Linked DNA regions of Siniperca chuatsi: region 1 is linked to region 2. The links are chromatin contacts, called in public Hi-C maps. All regions are on one chromosome and are shown on one strand. Each heading gives the region's core, a stretch centred on a gene start, on an enhancer-like site or on the middle of the called end of the contact. The rest is flanking DNA. Distances are from core to core; before and after follow the strand shown. Region 1 overlaps LOC122885135 (serine/threonine-protein kinase Nek5-like). Region 2 holds the start of itm2bb (integral membrane protein 2Bb).

The links. Hi-C and Micro-C count contacts between places; a contact is called where the count stands out from the background.
Region 1: a Hi-C map of liver shows a contact between it and region 2, with 2.5 times the contacts expected there. The contact joins the enhancer-like site here to the promoter of itm2bb in region 2. A contact is called at or near these places in 3 of 3 Hi-C or Micro-C datasets (liver, skeletal muscle and an unstated tissue).

What each region holds. Positions count from the first base shown.
Region 1 is chrLG12:27,955,890-27,961,829 of ASM2008510v1, forward strand. LOC122885135 (serine/threonine-protein kinase Nek5-like) reads left to right here. Exons shown (of 23, transcript XM_044215844.1): 5 at 175-245; 6 at 1,396-1,482; 7 at 4,610-4,664; 8 at 5,141-5,254; 9 at 5,927-5,940. Among protein-coding and RNA genes, the nearest start is that of LOC122885135, 12 kb to the left of the region's middle. Within about 2 kb of position 4,397, the one cell type or tissue checked has an H3K27ac peak away from gene starts, as active enhancers do. A contact at or near this core is called in liver, where this site is marked.
Region 2 is chrLG12:27,919,723-27,925,713 of ASM2008510v1, forward strand. itm2bb (integral membrane protein 2Bb) reads left to right here and starts at 3,118. Exons shown (of 7, transcript XM_044215828.1): 1 at 3,118-3,351. The coding sequence starts at 3,268.

The sequences.
Region 1 (5,940 bases), core at 3,147-5,646, 37 kb after region 2:
CGACTGACCACAGCCATCACTGTCTTTCATCAATCATATCTGTTCCCCACACACACACACACACACACACACACACACACACACACACACACACACACACACACACACACGATACATGCCCAGTCGCTGTTTACTTATACATGCTTTCATTCCCGCTCTCTCCCTCTTGTCTAGAATATCTTCCTAACCAACGGAGGGATGAAAGCAAAGTTGGGAGACTTTGGAATTGCAAGAATGTTGAATAAGTAAGTCAGTGTCATCTTCACACACACACACTCTCACACACACACACACACACACACACACACACACACACACACACACACACACACTCAGAGCGCAGCTGTTTATCTCTGAGCGCTCTGTAACACATGGAAGACTTCCAAACAAACTGTCGGCCAGGACGCGTAAACACACATTGTTGTGTAGAAATAATGTTTGGCCTGTAAGACTGTACAAAGGGGAACAAATTAGATTTGTGTCCTGTAAATACCGCACTGTGTATGCATGTATTTTTAGTGTTTCCTACAAGATAAGATAAGCAGCGGTGGGAATTAACATTTACTACAAGTACTGTACTCTTGAGGTTTGCCAGCATGTGGACAAGCCTGATATATCTTCCTCCTGTTTGTTTGATTAAAAACTACAGTCAGCAGCTGTTTTAGGAAATTACTGAGCCTTTAAAAAAAAAGAAAGAAGAAGAAGAAACTATATATTTGTGAGGTGTTTTTTAAAGATTTCTGCGCCGAAAGCCGCATACGTTGTAGGAAACACGTGTTTGGTTTCGGCCTTTTCCTGGGATTTGTTGACAGTAACAAAAAATGTGGGATGTCGGCAGCCTTATTCTTTAATGCTGCAGAATACAATTACATTTGAGACAACAGTGTTCTTCTAAATTTGTGTCAACAGTTTGTGTTTGTCCCTTTCCTGTTTCAACATGACAATGCCCCCCGTGCACAGGGCCGCTCCACAAACAAAGGGTTTTCACATGCTGCTGTGAAAGAACTGGACTGGACAGTGTTCAGGCTGCGGCCGAGCCAACATGCAGCCACCGAGACTGCTTTTTACAGTCACGCTTGTTGCAGAGCTATACGCTTAATCCTATTAGCGTGTCTCTTTCTCACCTCTACGCTTTTTCAGTGGGCTGCAGTCTGATGTTATTTAGCCAGAAAGGTGTTTTTCTTAGCTCCACACAAAGGTTTTAAAGCCTCATATTGTCTTCAGATAAATATTCTAATAATAATAATACCCACAGCAGATCAAGTAAAATCTCTGGAGAACGTTTGCATTTAGAAACAGGTCACTAAACATATTTAAAATGTCTCTGAGGTTTAACCGGCTTTACATATTGAACCCTGACTGAGTGCATTGTGTGTGTGAACTGTGGCTGTGCAGCACCATGGAGCTGGCCAGGACCTGCGTTGGGACACCGTACTACCTCTCCCCGGAGATCTGCGAGAGCCGGCCCTACAACAACAAGACGTGCGTATGGTCGTCTCTCCGCGCAGCACCCACAACCTGAACCACCCTGAAGCTTCACAACACGTTTTTCTTTCTGTAATGAGCAGTGGCCGGGGGCGTTCACATCTTTGACTTCAGTAAAACCAGTGATACCACAGCGTAGAAATACTCTGATACAAGTAAAAGTGTTAGCATCGAAATATCCCTAAAGTACCAGAAGTAAAAGTACTCATGCAGAATCATATATATAATATCTATCTATCTATCTATAATACATATAATACATATATTACTGGATTATAATCAGTGATACATTAATGTGTTCATCACTGTAATGTTGCAGCTGGTAAAGGTAGAACTCATTTTACTTTATATACTGCTGGGTGTCTTAACCTATAATAATATATCATAATGTATTAGCTGATTTATATTTTGTATTAATAATCTAAATCTGCAAAGTAACTAAAGCGGTCGGATAAACGTAGTGCAGTGAAAAGTCCTGTATCTGCCTCTGACATGCGGCGGAGTGGAAGTATAAAGTGACATAAAACAGAAACACTCAGGTAAAGTAGGAGTACCTCTGAAGTGTAAGCACAGTACTTGAGTAAATGTCCTTGTTACGGCGGCTTGTAGCTGACACAATCAAAGGTCATGTTTCCGTTAAATACAGAACTCAGACCCGTATGTCGCCGCGAGAAATACACAAATAGGTTTTGATCAACAACCCTGTTAACCATGCAGTCTGTTTACACCGCAAATAAGATGAAGTGTCGGGGCGTCGCGTACTGAACGCTCAAAGAAAGCAAAATGTATTCTCATCTGTTTCTCGAGCTTTCTCACCACCTTCACCACCACAAACATTAAACAGCAACAGCTCAACCCCCCATTCAGCATATAAACATTTCATAAATGGTTTATAACACACTGCAGTGTAGTTGTACGTTTATAAGTGTTTATTAATGATGTTTTATATCATTACGACTGTGTTTTACTATATTGTCATTTATTATCTGTTTAAGCAGCAGCCTCCACGGGAGGAGCTGTAGTTCAAATTCATTAATAAACACCTGCTCACAATTGCATTATAATGTGTTATAAACCACTTATTAAATGTTCATACGCTGCTTAAAAATGCTAAATGGGGGTTAAAGTAAAATCTTAAAGTTTAATATTTGTGGTGGTAAAGGTGGTGAGAAAGCTCGAGAAACATCCAAGTGTCCCATTTGAATTATGTTTAATTTAATTATGTTTATTATATATTATATTATAGTATACATATATATAAATACATACTATATACCAGTTCCTTTTAGTACAATGTTAAAGTACTTTTCTTGTATACTGTTGTTAGTATACAGTCCACACTGTATAGTATTAATATGTAGTCTGGAAATGGTGCAGAGTGTTAGCGTTGTTTGTTTTCATCTGCTTTGAGTGCCAGCTGGGTGGAGTCCATCTCTTCTGCTCACCTCAGGTAGGTTCCTGTAAACTGTCAACCACAGAAACAAAGATAAAGATCAGTTTTGACTGATTAACATTCTGATGCTCATTACAACGACGGCATCGTCATCCCCAGCAGCTGACGATCCGCGCAGAAGACGTGGAAGTAACGAAGCAGCAGTGTTCTTGTGTTGCAGTGTAGAGCTAGTTAGTTTAGTGTAACAGTGTAGCTGCGGTATGTTTTCACCGTTAACGGTGTTTAACGGTTAGCAAACAAGAGAAAAGGCTTTGAGGACGAGGACGTACTGACGTGTTTGCCAAATGTAACTCAGTCTCAGGTAACGTTGGTTGGAGTTGCTGGACTGTAAACTTTTCCAATGCAATAAAGATCAGGACAGAGCCGCTAACGTTAGCCAAAACTCTAGTAGCATCCAGGACCGACTTCCTACGTAGTGCGGAAATACTGTACAGTGAATGTGCTAGTCTTGTTTTTAACACAGTCCAACCTCTGAAGCTGCTGCAGTCAGCCAATGATGGGCTCCTTGGCCTCGGAAGTAACGTTCAGTTACTACAGTAGATAGGATGCTAGTTAGCCAGACATGCTAACACTTGCAGGTTACGTTAGAGCACATAAACACAATGTTAAATGTTGTTTTTAGTTTTGGAAAGGGAAGCAGCCTTCAAACTCTCTCTTACAGCAGCTCAGTGCACACAGCTTCAACACGTGGAGAAATGCCACGCTTGGCGGGCCTGCTGTGCCTAGTTACAGCGGCTGAGCCGTGATTGGACAGTCCTCGTTTGGGGGAGGGGTTTAGCGAATTGCTCAGGTCAAACGGGACCCTGTGCACAGAGAGGAGCTTCCCCTTTTTTTATTTTTGTGATTGCGATAAGATCATCATGTGGTCGCACTGCAGCACGTTCACTGAGAGGGGTGTTTGTTTCAACAACAACATGTACAACCACACACACACACACACACACACACACACACACACACACACACACTTTCAAACAGGAAACTCTGATGTGCAGCAAACGCACACATGCAAACACCTAAATCTGCTCATCGTCCTCCACCCTCAGTTTCTCTTTGCTCCGCTCTCTTCTGCACTCTTGTTTCGCTGCAGCCGAGGTCAGAGCTGCTTCGTCTTTCCCACACTCACACAGACATGTTTGGATTGCTATACTTGCGAGACCCTCATTGACCTGATCCATGCCCGAGCCCCCAAACCCCCTAACCCTCACCCAAACCTAATCCTAAACTTAAACGTAAAACCAAGTCTAAACACACAAACAGTAATTTGAAGAAGGCACAAAAATGTCCTCAATCTCGAGGTCTACAACTTTAGTAGGACCTCACAAAGACAGAAGTAGTACACACACACACACACACACACACACACACAGGGCTCCTAGCCAAAAAAGCAAATACCAAAGGCGTTGTATTGCTCCAGAACTGAAAACCTCTTCACTAGTCGTTTCTGTCGGTAGCTGTGCTCTGTTGGATTTTGACATCATGGTTTGGTTTCTGGTGTTTATGACTTTAGCTCAGGGGGACAGGGCATAACGTTAAGCCCTGCCCAAGCACCCTGTTCCAACAAGAAACATGTCAAGTTACACAAGACGGAGTAAAAAAGCTGCTTTATAGTGATTCATAGATGCTCCCTGTGTGTGTGTGTGTGTGTGTGTGTGTGTGTCCTCTCTGCAGGGATGTCTGGTCTCTGGGCTGCGTCCTGTATGAGCTCTGCACCCTGAGGCATCCAGTAAGCTGCACCACACCCAGCACATCAGCAGCTGCTTCACACACACACACACACAGCTAGACCCTCCGCTAACACTGAGCTAACGCTAACACTGATGCTAATGTAGCCTGCAGACGGACCTCATGCAGAAGTACAGTAAGAGCAAAATCAGTAACAAAAATATTGTTGAAACTAACGATTATTTTCATCATCGATTAATCAGCTAATCATTTTCTTGATTAATCGATTCACAGTTTTGTTGTTAAAATAGTGAAAAGTGTCCATTATCCAGTTGTTTCCTGTCACCACGCTACTGTTGTGATCTAATAACTAATAACGGCAACAAATGCCAAAAAGAATAAAAACATAAAATAACAAAACGCCCACAGCCTGAGGTAATGTATTCAGATAGCTGGTTTTATTCAACCAACACACCAAGATATGTGTGTGTGTGTGTGTGTGTGTGTGTGTGTGTGGGCGCGTGTCTTCACCTGCAGTTTGAGGGCAGCAGTCTGCGGCAGCTGGTCAGTAAAATCTGCAGGGGGCGCTACAACCCCGTACCCAGCCGCTACTCCTACGACCTTCGCCTGCTGGTCACCCAACTCTTCAAGGTCAGACACTCTGAAGTTTTTACTGTTCGTTCTTTCTGTACAGCGTGAGGATCTGAGCGACACGAACCACGGTGAAGTGCGCAGAAACAGTACTTTGATACACAAATACAAACAGCTGGACTCGATTCGAACATCGGTTACTTGAGCTTTGGCGAGTCAGGACTCGGACTTGCACCCGGCGGGTGAGCCTTGACCTCGAGACTCGTTCCCACGACGAGTGTTGGAGTAAGACTGTGTTTATTTCTGCGATGTAACATCTTTATGTTACATTTTGTGTCCACTTTCGGTTTAGTTTAACAGACTTCAGAAACCACTGAGAACGTTTATTTCCGCGAAGTGAATGAAATGCAAAAGACTAACCATTAAAACCAGTACACATCTGTAACATCTGCTGCCAGAGGTCGCTGGTGCAGGTGCGCCTGGAATCACCTGCTGAGTTCAAACTGTAAAACAATCCTTTGCTACCCAGGTTACTGTCTGTGATTGTGTTGGTCATAGTTTCATGATGTGCCGCAGGTGAGTGGCACAAGCTTTGTCGCTTGTTGATGAGTATTGTTATTGAACTGTACAAATAATTATCAATCGATCGAACCGTTAGAAAAGCATCTTCTTCAGACGTTGCTGCTCTTTTCACTTCACGCACACACATGAACACACATCCGCTGTTTTCAGGTCAACCCCCGGGA
Region 2 (5,991 bases), core at 1,868-4,367:
TACTTAAAACTAGCTAACTGTATATAAAGTTTTAAAGTAGCTAATTCTGAATGCAGGACTTTCCACCTTTTTAACAATCTTTACTGTCTTTAATTAAACTATTCTTTACTTTTATTTTTTTCTTTTAAACAAGATCTTTTTCTTTTGATACTTTAAGTACTTTAGTAGTAGAAGTTTTTTAAGTAGAATTCTGAATGCAGGACTTTACTTTTCTTTACTCTTACTTTACTCTTCTTTACTTTAAATTTCTTTACTTTAACTTTCTTTACTTTAACTTTCTTTATATTTACTTTTGTACTTTTACTTTCTTTACTTTTACTTTCTTTACTTTAACTTTCTTTACTTTTACTTTCTTTATATTTACTTTTTGTACTTTTACTTTCTTTACTTTTACTTTCTTTACTTTTACTTTCTTTATATTTACTTTTTGTACTTTTACTTTCTTTACTTTTACTTTCTTTATATTTACTTTTTGTACTTTTTCTTTCTTTACTTTTATTTTCTTTACTTTTACTTTCTTTATATTTACTTTTTGTACTTTTTCTTTCTTTACTTTTACTTTCTTTACTTTTACTTTCTTTATATTTACTTTTTGTACTTTTACTTTCTTTACTTTAACTTTCTTTACTTTTATTTTCTTTACTTTTACTTTCTTTATATTTACTTTTTGTACTTTTACTTTCTTTACTTTAACTTTCTTTACTTTTACTTTCTTTTACTTTTACTTTTTGTACTTTTACTTTCTTTACTTTTATTTTCTTTACTTTTACTTTCTTTATATTTACTTTTTGTACTTTTTCTTTCTTTACTTTTACTTTCTTTACTTTTACTTTTGCCCCGGACAGACTCATCAAGCTCCCCGCTGGTAGCCGGGTCTTTTTCCGGAACCTGAGTTTGTTCAACTTCAAAATGAAAGTGCAAAAATGTGTTGCTGAACGACTGCCTCGCAGCCAGGGGGGGAACCTCCCTCATCATTCCCGTTGATTGTGCTTTAGTGCTGCACATCTCCAAACAAATGTACAAACCACCAAATGACCACAAATTACAGTCATCCTGGGGCTTTTGGGGCCCCTGATGGTCTGGGGGCCCCTGAGCAGCCGCTTTGCCTGGTTGGTAATCGGGCCTTGCATGTGGAGGACAAGAAGAAGAAAGAGAAAAAGAAGATTTATGACCAAAAAAAAAAATATCTGAAAGTGAATTTCAGTGAGAGAAAGTGTAAACAATAAGTAACCAGGAGGAGAAAAGAAGGGAGTGCATCGTAAACTTTAGAAAGCGAAATTCTTGCTGTTTCCTTTGATTTCCTGATGAAATTCTGTCATATTAAAAAAGTTTTGTTAGAAATCAACAGAAAGAAATCAGTACACATCTACTGCGGACATAATCCCTGCCTTCTGCTGCCATAACTCATAGTGACGGAAAGTAACTAAGTACATTTACTCAACAGCACTTAAGTGCATTTTCGAGGTACTTGTATTACACCTGAGTATTTAAATTGTATTCTACTTTACACTTGTACTCCACTGCATTTCTGTGGGAGATAAATGTACTTTTTACACCACTATATTTATGTGACAACTGTAGTTGCTAGTTACTTTGCAGATTTAGATTTTACACATAAAACATATGATCAGATTCATAAAATACGAGCTGCAAGGTCGTTTATTTATCATTTTACAACACAAGGTTGTATAAATGGAATGAAAGTTCGTAGTCCCTTCATGCTACACACACAGAACACAACAGATGATTAAATTCGTATTAAAATAGTTTAACATACAAAACAATCACACTGAGAGGAGCTATTCTGCTGCACAGTGAGTACTTTTACTTTTGATACTTTAATTTGCATTACATTTTCAATACTTCTGTACTTTCACTTAAGTAAGATTTTGAATTTTTACATTGTAGTACTGCAGCTTTCACTTAAAGCGAACAGTTCGCCCCAGAATCAAAAACACAGGTGTCTCCTCTCACCTGTGGCGCCGTTTATCCAGCTGGACTGTTCTGGTGCGAGCTGCAGAGGTTTGGAGAAATCGGCCGTAGAGATGTGGGAACTATTTTCTTCCCACATGAAACTTCTCACAACAAACCTGTGGATTATCTTCAGTAACCGGGTCATGAAGTCTGGAAAGAGACGTTGCTGCTGAGTTTCTCAAATGTATTTATTTTGGCGCTTTGATCACCACAAGCAGAGCGCCATTTAGTCCCATTATATTCAATAAAATGCAGACATCTCTACGGCCGATATCTCCAAAACTCTGCAGCTCAGAATCAGAATCAGAAATACTTCATTGATCCCTGATCGGAAACTCTTTTGTTACAGCTGCTCACTTTCACGTCAGTGCACACAGGAATAGAAGCACTAAGCAAAAAAATATAATAGGCTACACTTAACTCGACAGTACATGCACTACTACTTATTACTTATATTATTACATTGTATTATTATACCGTATTATCATCATCCACTTTGTACTTCACACTTATTTTAATTTATACTTATACCCACCTGGTACTTCATTTATTTTCTGACCTGCATTATAGTGTATTATATTTTTTGCTTAGTACTTCTCTTCCTGTGTGCACTGACGTAAAGGTGATCAATAAAGCATTTCTGATTCTGATACACTATAATACAGGTCAGGAAATAAATTAAGTGGGTATAAGTATAAAATTAAATTAAGTGTGAAGTACAAAGTGGGTTTGCCGGTTGATGATGATAATACGGTATAATAAAAATAAATAATAATAAATAATAAAACTTTATTCATAGAGCACTTATCAAAACAAAGTACAAAGTGCTTCACAACAAGAGAAATAAAATACCACAGTGAATGACGAAATATAAAGAAATAAAACACATAAAATACACAAAAGCGATAAAATAAACAGCCAGTTCAGGCAAAAATAATACAATGTAATAATATTATTGGTAAGTCACACCAAAACAATCCAGCTGGGTAAACAGCTCTACAGGTGAGAGGAGAAATGTGTACTTTTGGGAATATTAAGTGAAATTCTGCGCACTTCTCTCACCTCAGCTCATACAGGAAGTGTTGCCAGGTTATGCTTTTATTTTGAATCCCAGCCGGAAGCGCCGTCGCGCGCCTCCGCCCGGCTTGACGCCGCTGCTCTCACAGCAGATCAGACTTGGCCGGAGAGAAGTGCGTCCACTTTACTTCGGAGCAAATCTTCTGTTTTGTTCTGTTTTACAGCTCCTTTATCGTTAATTTTTCCCGGTCGGAGTGTGTCGGCGTTTCTTCCAGGATGGTTAAAGTGTCTTTTAACTCCGCTTTGGGACAGAAAGATGTGAAAAAGGACGCCGAAACTCTTATCCCCGAGGAGGACAAAGTGAGTAGAAAATGGCTAACTGAGCTAGCGCTGAGTTAGCTTTCGGCTCGGAGGAAGAAGACGCAGTTCAAATAAACGTGCAGACACTCAGCGCTGTTGTTTAGCTAAACTCTCCATATATTCCCACTGTTTCTGCAACTTGTACACACCTAAAAAAGGCGACTGCAGTATTTTAAAGTTTTTTTTTTAAGTGTGTTATACTAACATTACATTGTTTGTGTTTGGCTGCTTCCTCGCGTGGCGTTTAATGTGTTTTTCCCCCCTTTTGATAAATATATTTGATAAATATATTATTTATATAGTTATATAGTTAACGTGTCTACTGCCATTTAGAGAAATTCATTATGTAAATTCTGTACCTTTTTTTTTTTGTAATTTGTCTATCTTTGGTAAAAGACCTGAAGCACAGTTTATTTTTTTTTAGTTTGGTAAAAGGAGGAAACTTTGTTAGTTTATGGTCACAGTTTAAAAAAAAAAAAAAGGCAGCAACGAACATTGTTTTGTGCTTTCAGTAGTTTTATTTTTTATTGTTTTGCAACCTGTCAGCCAGAAAACAAAAGGAAGTGTGCTGAGGTAAATAAGTAACTTTCTGAAGCTGAAATCACCAAGTGTTTTTTATTATTATTATTATTATTTATTGCTTGAAAATTGAAGGCTATTGATTTCCTGCTTTTCCACTAATCATTTTAGCTGTCTGAGATGTCACAAGTCTAACATCAGGCCACTTTTCTGTCTGTCCTGAATGTTTAATGTGTCGTCTCGTTGTCTTTCAGCTGCTTTGTCTCGTCTCCTGTTTCTCTGTGATCTTCATTTGACAGAAAAACCAGTTTCTAACCTTTTTTTATGTTGTTGCTCCTCGCGAAGGGTGCGTCACCTTTTTTTTTTTTTATAAAAGGTGGTGCAACGTCCATCAATCACATGCAAAAGTCCAAAGTACATTTTTTTTTTTGCCGTGGCCGTTAACTTTCTTTTCCACATTTTGAAATGAAGAGTTTGGTCTTTACAGAAGACCGGTGAGTTTCTCTGTTTGTTACAGACAAAGAGCGAGCTTCCCGTCCCGTCACAAGTTCACCTTTTTTATGTAGGAGTCCTGGAGAAGTTACGAAATTGTTAACCCCTTATCCAGGATTGAAATGCTTTGGAAAACTGGAAGACGTCATTAAAAGTTTAAAAGAAACATAAAGAGTAATTTTAGGTGTGTGACTGCTGCTGTGAATTTCAACATTTAGCGTGACTGTGTAACAAAACTGCACTTTAATTCAAACTAATTGGATGAATAATTCAGCCGTTTAAAGCTGACTGGGGGTTTTTAACTGCAGGGGCGTGTTGCCTGTCTCTGGGTAAAGTCCTCCTCCGCCCGTTCAGCCTCCACCCTGTTTCGAAAGAAGCTGCCGTGTTTCTATTTCACTCCTGTAAAGCAGGTCGAGAGACGTCTAATTTCTCTGCAGGGTGACGCCGACTCCAGAGCGCCGCGTAGACGTGACGGCATGGACGGTAGCCGTGTCGCCGAGGACAACACGTGCTTTGTGACAGTTAAAGACAGATAAGAAGCGTAGCTCTAGGTAAACAGGTTATTCATAGAGACGTGACATTTCTTGGCTTCACCCTGGTTGTGTGTGATGTGGTTCCTGTGTGGTTACTGCGGCTGCAGACTGTGCAGTGGTAGTCCCGGTTGGTCCCCCCCCCCCCCGTCCCCCTTTGAGTTTCAGCCTGACTGACTCTTATCTTGATAACCAGAGCTTAATGTTTTCCTTCTGGGCATTGAAGTGGGTGCAAACACGGCCGATTCTCTGTGTTCAAAATGCTCAAAAAAAAAAAAAAAGGCACGGCGGTTTGGAAAGCATTGTTCGCCCACAACGCGTCTGACGTCGCACGTTTCATATTGTTGCAGAAATACTATTATCGCATTTATCGCTGAAGTCTATCTGCATGCGCCTGCGGGGCAGCGCGGTCAGGTAAAGCGTCGTATCGCTGACCAGAATCCTGAAATGGAGCTGAAAAGATTAAAGTTCAGCAGTAAATTTTAAAGCTGAAACCATCAGTCGATCGACAGAAAATCAATCGACAGCCATTTTGAGAGTCGATTTAATCATTTAATTCATTTAGTAGCAAAAATGATTAAATATCTTCTTGTTTTGGGGCGCTGGTCGGACAAAACGAGACATTTTAAAGATGTCACCTCATCGAGTGTGATGGCTACGTTGTTTTTCTTTTTAATAGAACGATCAATCGAGAAAAGAACCAGCACAGTTTATTCAGAGCTCGTTTACATATTTAGTGGGAGTGGTCAATCGCGTGATCAGCCTGATCCACTTTGGGAAAGTTTCCGCTGCTCGCCGCTTCCTGCCTCGGGAAGCGGCGAGCAGAGTGTCATGGCTGCCGCCGCCGCCGCGAGCCCTGGCTTTGTGTGAACTTCTGATTCACCTGAAACATCGCGTGCATCGTCGTGCTTCGTGTTAGTAGGAGCGGGAGTCCCGTTCTTGTTGTCACGATTGGATTCAGATTCAGTGGAGCGAAGGAGGCGCCTTGTGTTTAGTCCACCGAACTGCGAAGTGAAACATGAGTCGGCTAAACGGTCTCGATGAAGATCCAAGGCAGGTTTGTTTTCAGCTCTAGCTTTCGTTTTCTCCTGACCTGAAA